Linked DNA regions of Rattus norvegicus: region 1 is linked to region 2. Evidence: chromatin contacts called from public Hi-C data. All regions are on one chromosome and are shown on one strand. The core of a region is the stretch at or near the end of the contact, and the rest is flanking DNA. Distances in the headings are between cores, read along the strand shown.

Region 1 (3,459 bases), core at 596-3,095, 270 kb before region 2:
TTAAGGGTAATCATGCCAACCAACGAGACTTTTATAGAGCTTCCCATGTGACTTTTTTCATGATTAAGCTCATTGACAGTATTATGGAGTAGTGGGCAGCACTTGTGTCGAAATCAAGGCACGTCCTTGTAGAATCTTTTTTTCCCCCACTTTTCCTTGGGCTTTGGAGATTGAACCGTTTTATAACTCACACGCATTATTACCTCAAAAACAAAAACATCCAGCAAAAGCTGTACAACACTGTTTTAAAAGGTGCATCGTGGCCGTTCTTAAGGGAAGCCTTATTTTATCCTAACAAACTCAGTTTTGAGTGCTGATAAGTACCTGGACTCAATAGGCTGCCTTTTAAATCACAGCAATTCACCCAGTTATGACGGGATTAAGGAATGCACAACCAAGTCCTGCACGGGTTATAATTCCCCCAACCACACCCCCAGACAGGGTTTTTCTGTGTAGCTCTGACTGTTCTGGAACTCACACTGCAGACCAGCAGACCAGGCTGGCCTCAAATTCAAAGAGATCCACCACCACATGTTTTCTTAGCTTTTAATTTTTATACAAAAAAAACCCCCTTCAGTTAAGAGTATTATGTTTTAGGTTTTCACAAACTTACCAATGTAGTTTTATTGGAGGCCATTTTTAAAATTTAATCGGAGACTTGAAGAGCTATTGCAAGAAAAAAAAATGTAGGACGGTTAAATTTTCATGACACACAAAAGGCAACTACAAGTTTTGTGTGGCTTTCAACTTGTGAATCTCGGGTAAAAATGCAAGGAAACAGTTCTGAGTTCCTGTGTTATCAGTATGTAACTAATAACTTCAGTATGTCAGTGCTTTAGAGGTTAGTAAAAATAATCTTACTAGGAACACTGGTACCTCAGACTTTAGTTGGTGAGAATTACTTTTTCAGTTCAAATAGAATTTTTACAATTTCAATTTTTATTTTGAATGAAAGGCAATCTTCTGTTTCCAAAACAGTTACTATTATTATTTACCTTTTGTCGGTTAATAACCATACAACTTTTTTTTCTTTAGATTTCTAAATACTCCAAGGAGCTCATATAATTCCATCCTTATTTTTTCAGAAGCCCTCCCTCTTCAATCACGATGTAAAAGGAACACATTAAGATGTCTCAGTCCTATTTCCTAGCCTTTTTCTTTCTCCGGGTGTGTGTGTGGGGGGGCGGCGACGGTAATCACTATCTCTAGTCCAGATTGGCAATCCTCCTGCCTCAAGTACTGTTCTGATAAGAACCGAAGAAATCGACCTCCTTCACGCCCGTTCTCCTTCGAGGAGGGCCCCTTCCGAGCTCCATTCCCGCGTCGAGAGACCAAGCTGGGTAGCCCGTCCCCCATTCGAGAGAGCGGGCCTCGTGGTCAGCGCCTCCGCGGGGAGAAACAAAGGCGGCGGCGGCGGGGGCTCAAGGGCACTGCGCCACGGGCCCGCGCCTCCCCCATCCGGCGGCGGCGGCCACGTAGCCGGGAGCGCGCCGAAGCCCGGGGCCTCAGGCCTCGCAGCTGCAGAGCCTGCACTGCTCTCCCTGTGGGCCCGCGGCGAGGCTGGGGGAGGGGAGGGCCGCGCTTTGTCTGGAGTCAAGGCAGCTGTCATCCGGCTCCCACCCTCGTGCACGATTGTACCATCTCCCCATTCACCAGAGCGGCGCCTCAGCAAGGCCCGAGCCAGCCTCCCCCCTGCCCGCGGCCCACGGCGGAGCTTGGGGCCCGCAGGCTCCCCGCAAGCTCGGGCGCACAGAGCATCCTAACCCCCACCACGCGCAAGATAGAAAGCAAGCCTCGGACTTCACCGCTCAGATGCTCAGGGCCGCGGATCCTGCAGAGTCTCCCGCCTGCGCGCTTCAGCTCAGCCACATCCGAGGGGAGGGGGCGCGGGCAGCTCCGCTGGGGGGGAGGGGGAGGCACCGCCCACGCCCTGGCCGCGCGGGGCCCGCCGGGAACGCGTCCTGCGGGGGGCGGCGCGCGCGCCGCTCACCGTTCGCTGCGTGGCGCCCGGGGGTCTCCCGAGGGTGGGGGAAGGCAGGCAGGACGGCGGAGGCTTCTCAGTCTCAAAGCGCGCCAAAGCAGGGCTCCGCCCACCTCACCCGGAGCTCGAGGGCCGGGGAGCTCAACAGCCGGGTTCTTTAAGCACCACCTCTTACTGGGCGCGGGCTCCCAAGGCTTTTGGCATTGGGGATTGTACTTGGACTACAAGTCCTTCTGGGAGGGACCGAGTGAGGAGCCCCCTTGGGACAGGTAGAACTATTTGTGTGGCTCGAAAACCCGGAGACAGGATTGGCAAAGGCGTAGCTGCAGAGGGGGCGCTTTGGTGGAGAGGGCCGCACGCCAGAGCTCCAGCCTAAGCCCCTCCCGACGGCGTTAATTTCAAACTGCGCGACCGTTTCTCGGCTCCCTACGCGGAGGTGGGGGCCGGACCTAGTTCCGGACGTAGTAACACGCTGAGCACGAGCCTTCCGCAATTCACTGAAGCCAGTTGCGCAAGTCATGTAAACCAGTCCCGCTATACCTAAAGGGGGAGGAGCACGTACTTGGCGTAAGGAGAGTGTAGGCCCTTCCCGCCATTGGCGGCGGTTAGGACGTTTGCGTAACGGCCTGACGTAAGCGGAGACGCGTTAGTGGGGGAAGGTTCTAGAAAAGCGGCGGTCTCGGCTCCAGCGGCAGTAGCAGCGGCGCCGGTCCCGTGTGCAGGTGCTCCGTGCGGCGCAGTTTCTTGGCCATCGGCTGCTCTCACCACAGCGTCAGGACGAGTCCCGTGCGTGTCCGTCCGCGGAGGTCTTTCTCTTCTCGCTCGGCTGCGGGAAATCGAGCTGAAGCGACTGAGTCCGCGATGGAGGTAACGGGTTTGAAATCAATGAGTTATTAGAAAGGGCATGGTGAGGCCGGAGGCACCGCAATGGAAACCGGACACCCGCCTCCGTGGTCCGGCAGAGGGAATACGGCCACTCGAGTGGCCGTTGGCCTTGGCGAGTTTCTGAGGCGTCGTTGTCGGAGGCCCGATTGTCCGAGCGCCTTCCCCGCCCTCAGCCGCCGGGCGCCATTTCCCTTTGCTGGGGTGGGGGATGGGACGTGGCCGCCGCGACGCGGCTGGACCGCTAAAGGAGCGCAGGAGAGGGCCATCGCTTTCTCTTCTCGATGTGCGCGGCCTAAGGATCCGGTTATGTTCGTGGCGGAACGTTTCGGGGGCCCCCTGGTCCCCGGAGTGATTCTGCGAAGCTTCCCCTCCCCCCTCCCGGGAACCGGATTTGGCGTCCGCCATTTTCCCATCTCCTTCCTCGCTGCGATTTTGCTTTCAACACTTTGGGTTACTAGTTTGCTTTTCTCTTTTTCGTCTGCGTAGACATGCCTAGGGATTTTTCCATCGTTTTGTGATGATTTCATAGCGTTTCGAGGTGGATTTAAGTGTTTTGGGCTTGGATCTTAAAGAGTCCTGCGCACATCGCTAAA
Region 2 (3,228 bases), core at 258-2,757:
AAATAATCTGTTTTAAAAATCTTTTTTGTACTTACAGATTTTGGTACTGAAAGGGTAAAGAGAATTGACTCCTAGGACTGTTTGAGATCCTGGGCATGGGGTGTATCCAGTCTGGCAGAGCGGCTGCCATGAAGGGCTCCCACAAATATTTACCGATTGGGTTAGGCGATGGATGAATGAAAGCTGTTACCTGGGTAATAACAATTAAGATAATGCTGGAAACATTGAGGCTATATGGGGGAAGCACGGCAGAATAAATGTGATGTTTCCTAAATGGTTTCTCCCCTAGTAAACAACACACAACGTACACACACACACACACACACACACACACACACACACACACACACGTCATGTTCGACACAAAGCAACATAAAGAGGAAGACAAACTGTCTCTAAGCACATTGTCTTTTCAAACAACCTTGCAAGCCTTCTTGGTTAAACTTTGTAATAATGGGATATCGAAAACAATAAACAAAATAATGTCTGGTGCTCAGAAGGTTAACAATTCTTATTTTGTCTTGGTTCGTTTTTATTTGTTGGTTTTTCTTCAAGAAATGGTTGTCCAATTTGAGGAGGAAAAAAATGGCGCCTGAAATTGCAAAACGTGGTCCTGTAGTGCCCCCTGGTGTCTGTTTTATGGAATTGTTAAGGCCTGAATTGTGAATTGTGTTCCGCCCTAGTCATTAGCATAATCTTGACTTATTTATGAGCCTGAGCTAGGTTCATTTAGAGGGGAAAGTCCTTACTTGCTGCATCAACCTCCCTCCCTTCCTCCCTCCCTCTCTCTCTTCCTCCCTCCCCCTTTTCAACTGGCACACTACCACAATGTGAAAGTAATTGTACATCAACGCTAGCATAAGATTTAAACTGAAAGCAGTATTACATTAGAAAGAAGCCTTTTCACCTCAAAAAAATATTAATGGCTTTAAAAAATTATTTTTTACAAGGCAGATTATTAAGCAGTTTCTTTTGTCCATAAAGATATTCTTTATAAATCGGTCTAACAGAAGACAGTTTTAATTTTAATTTTAGAGATTTATTGTCACATGTAATAATTAAGCCATTCTTATTTTTTTTTTGGCTGAGACCCATTCATTTAAATAAAAGATATACAGAGCCAGTCTATTTTGTGAGAATAAATAGATCAGATAAATACACAATAATCCTAACGGCAGTACTCTGATTGCTAAACACTGTCACTAAAATTGCTCTTAAAATTATTTAAGAGGGGGGAAGTAATTCCTCCTTCCACACCCTTCTATGATGATGACAGTCAATTTAGTGCAATTGACAGGTTTTATTTTTAAAGGGCCGAACGTTATCCATGCCCTTCGGGAGCTCCGGACCTCTGACGAACTCACATTGGCAGGACTCACTCTACGGAGCAAATGTAATATAAGAGGAAGCACCCAGGCTGCGAGGAAGGAGGGGAGACTTCCCCAGCAGCCATGACTTTGGAGGGCTGCGGCGGCAGAGGAGGCAAGGGGGGCGGAGGACATTATAGCGGTAGAGTGGTACAGAGCAAAGAGCCGGCACAGCACGGGAGTGTGGGCAAGCAGGGGCAAGCCTCTAGAGGGTCCTACAAAGAGCCCAGGAGTGTTCCAAGGAGTTAGGGGGGAGAGAGGCATGAGCAGCAGCCTATGCCCTACCCCGCTCTCCCACCACCCCCAACTCCCCGTCCCCCCCACCCCCACCCCGGGTACCAGCTGGAGCTGACACCAGATTATCAGTGAGATGAGTCTCAAATTCCCTCTCCTGGCTTTCCAGGAACAGGGAGATAAAGAGCTTGTGTATCAGGGAAGAGGACAGAGCGTTGGACACTGTCCTGTCCTCAGACAAAGCTCTGTTTGGACGATGCTAACCTCAGGCATGCTTTCTGACTTCTCTGAGCCTCAGTCCTTTCTCCTGTAAGACGGACACGACAATCTCTTCTTTATGAGACTGGGGAAGGCTTGGAGGGTGTGCATGACAAAGGAGCTGAGGCAGTTACTTCCCATAAGCGGGGAGTCCTTGTAAGGGATTTCATTATAAAAAATACCTTGCTTGGCTCTGTGTTCTTATGTGACTACAGCATGGGCTTCTAGGCTGGAAGCGTCCTGTAAGGCAGGGCTCACAGGTGGGTGCAGGGAAATGGTCATTGTGAAGGGAAGGTCAGAGAACGGTCTGGCGTGTGTCTGCCACACCTAGGTTCAGTGAAGGAAGCTAAAAGCCGGAGGAATCTTTCCCATAGCTCCGTGTGTCCAGCCTGATCCCCGTTTAGGGAAGCCCATTTGAATAGTGGTAGATGGGCAAAGACATGGCTGAAAGACAGGCTGTGAGGTTGGAAAGCCCCGGATTGGAACTCGTTTCTCTGACTCCGTGTCTGTTCGCTCAGGGGGAAAACAGTGGGGCAGTGACTTCTCTGTGAGTCACAAGACAGACCCTCCACAGAGCTTTCCCCCTGCTCTCTGTGGGAGTTATTATTGATTATTGCATTTAAGATTTAAGAAGAACCTTCCAGAAGTAAGGATGTGACTCAGTAGAATGCTTGCCTAGAGCGCACAGATTCCCCGAATTTGATCTCTAGCAGATAATTTGGGCATGGTGACACATGCCTGGAATCCCAGCACTCAGGAGCCAGAGGCCGAAGGATCAGAAATTCAAAGCCAGCCCTTGCTACATGGTGAATTTGAGGTCAGTCTGAGTTACACAACGCTCTGTCTCCAAACCAAAAGCAGAGCTGGAAGGGTGGCTCAGTGGTTAAAGGCACTGGTTGCTCTTCCATGGAGTGTGGGTTTGATTCCCAGCACACACACACACACACACACACACGGCAGCTCATCACTATCTGTAATCCCAGTTCCAGAGGATCCTTTGCCCTCCTCTGGCCTCTGTGTGATCTGATGCCCTCTTCTGGCCGCCATGGGCATTGCATGCACTTGACACATGCAGGCAAAATACACATAAAATTAAAATGAATAAATTATTTTAAATTAAAAGCAAGCCCCCAGTAACATTTCCCTCATTAAAACCACACAATGCTTTTCTGTGCACAGCAGAAGCTGTAGGTAGCTGTAATTATGATGTACATGTGTTTTCATAAAATGAAGACTGAAACTCTCCTCACATGCAGTACGAAAAGATTTACTTTTATACAAATATGAAAACAAAAGACCAGTGATCAGCCATCCATAAACCCAACACCACACACACACACACACCACACACACGCACACCACACACAAA

Evidence for each region. Hi-C and Micro-C count contacts between places; a contact is called where the count stands out from the background.
Region 1: a Hi-C map of Schwann cells shows a contact between it and region 2, with 8 times the contacts expected there. The contact joins the promoter of Cbx3 here to the enhancer-like site in region 2. A contact is called at or near these places in 1 of 12 Hi-C or Micro-C datasets (Schwann cells) and 1 of 1 datasets of contacts at active chromatin or transcription factors (oligodendrocytes).

Annotation. Positions count from the first base shown.
Region 1 is chr4:81,875,065-81,878,523 of GRCr8, reverse strand. It overlaps Cbx3 (chromobox 3), which reads right to left and starts at 1,845. Exons shown (of 6, transcript NM_001008313.2): 1 at 1,806-1,845; 2 at 614-666. The coding sequence starts at 637. Hnrnpa2b1 (heterogeneous nuclear ribonucleoprotein A2/B1) reads left to right here and starts at 2,638. Exons shown (of 12, transcript NM_001104613.2): 1 at 2,638-2,848. The coding sequence starts at 2,843.
Region 2 is chr4:81,604,975-81,608,202 of GRCr8, reverse strand. No RefSeq gene overlaps it. Among named protein-coding and RNA genes, the nearest start is that of Mir148a, 58 kb to the left of the region's middle. Within about 2 kb of position 1,507, at least 6 of the 93 cell types and tissues checked have an H3K27ac peak or open chromatin away from gene starts, as enhancers often do.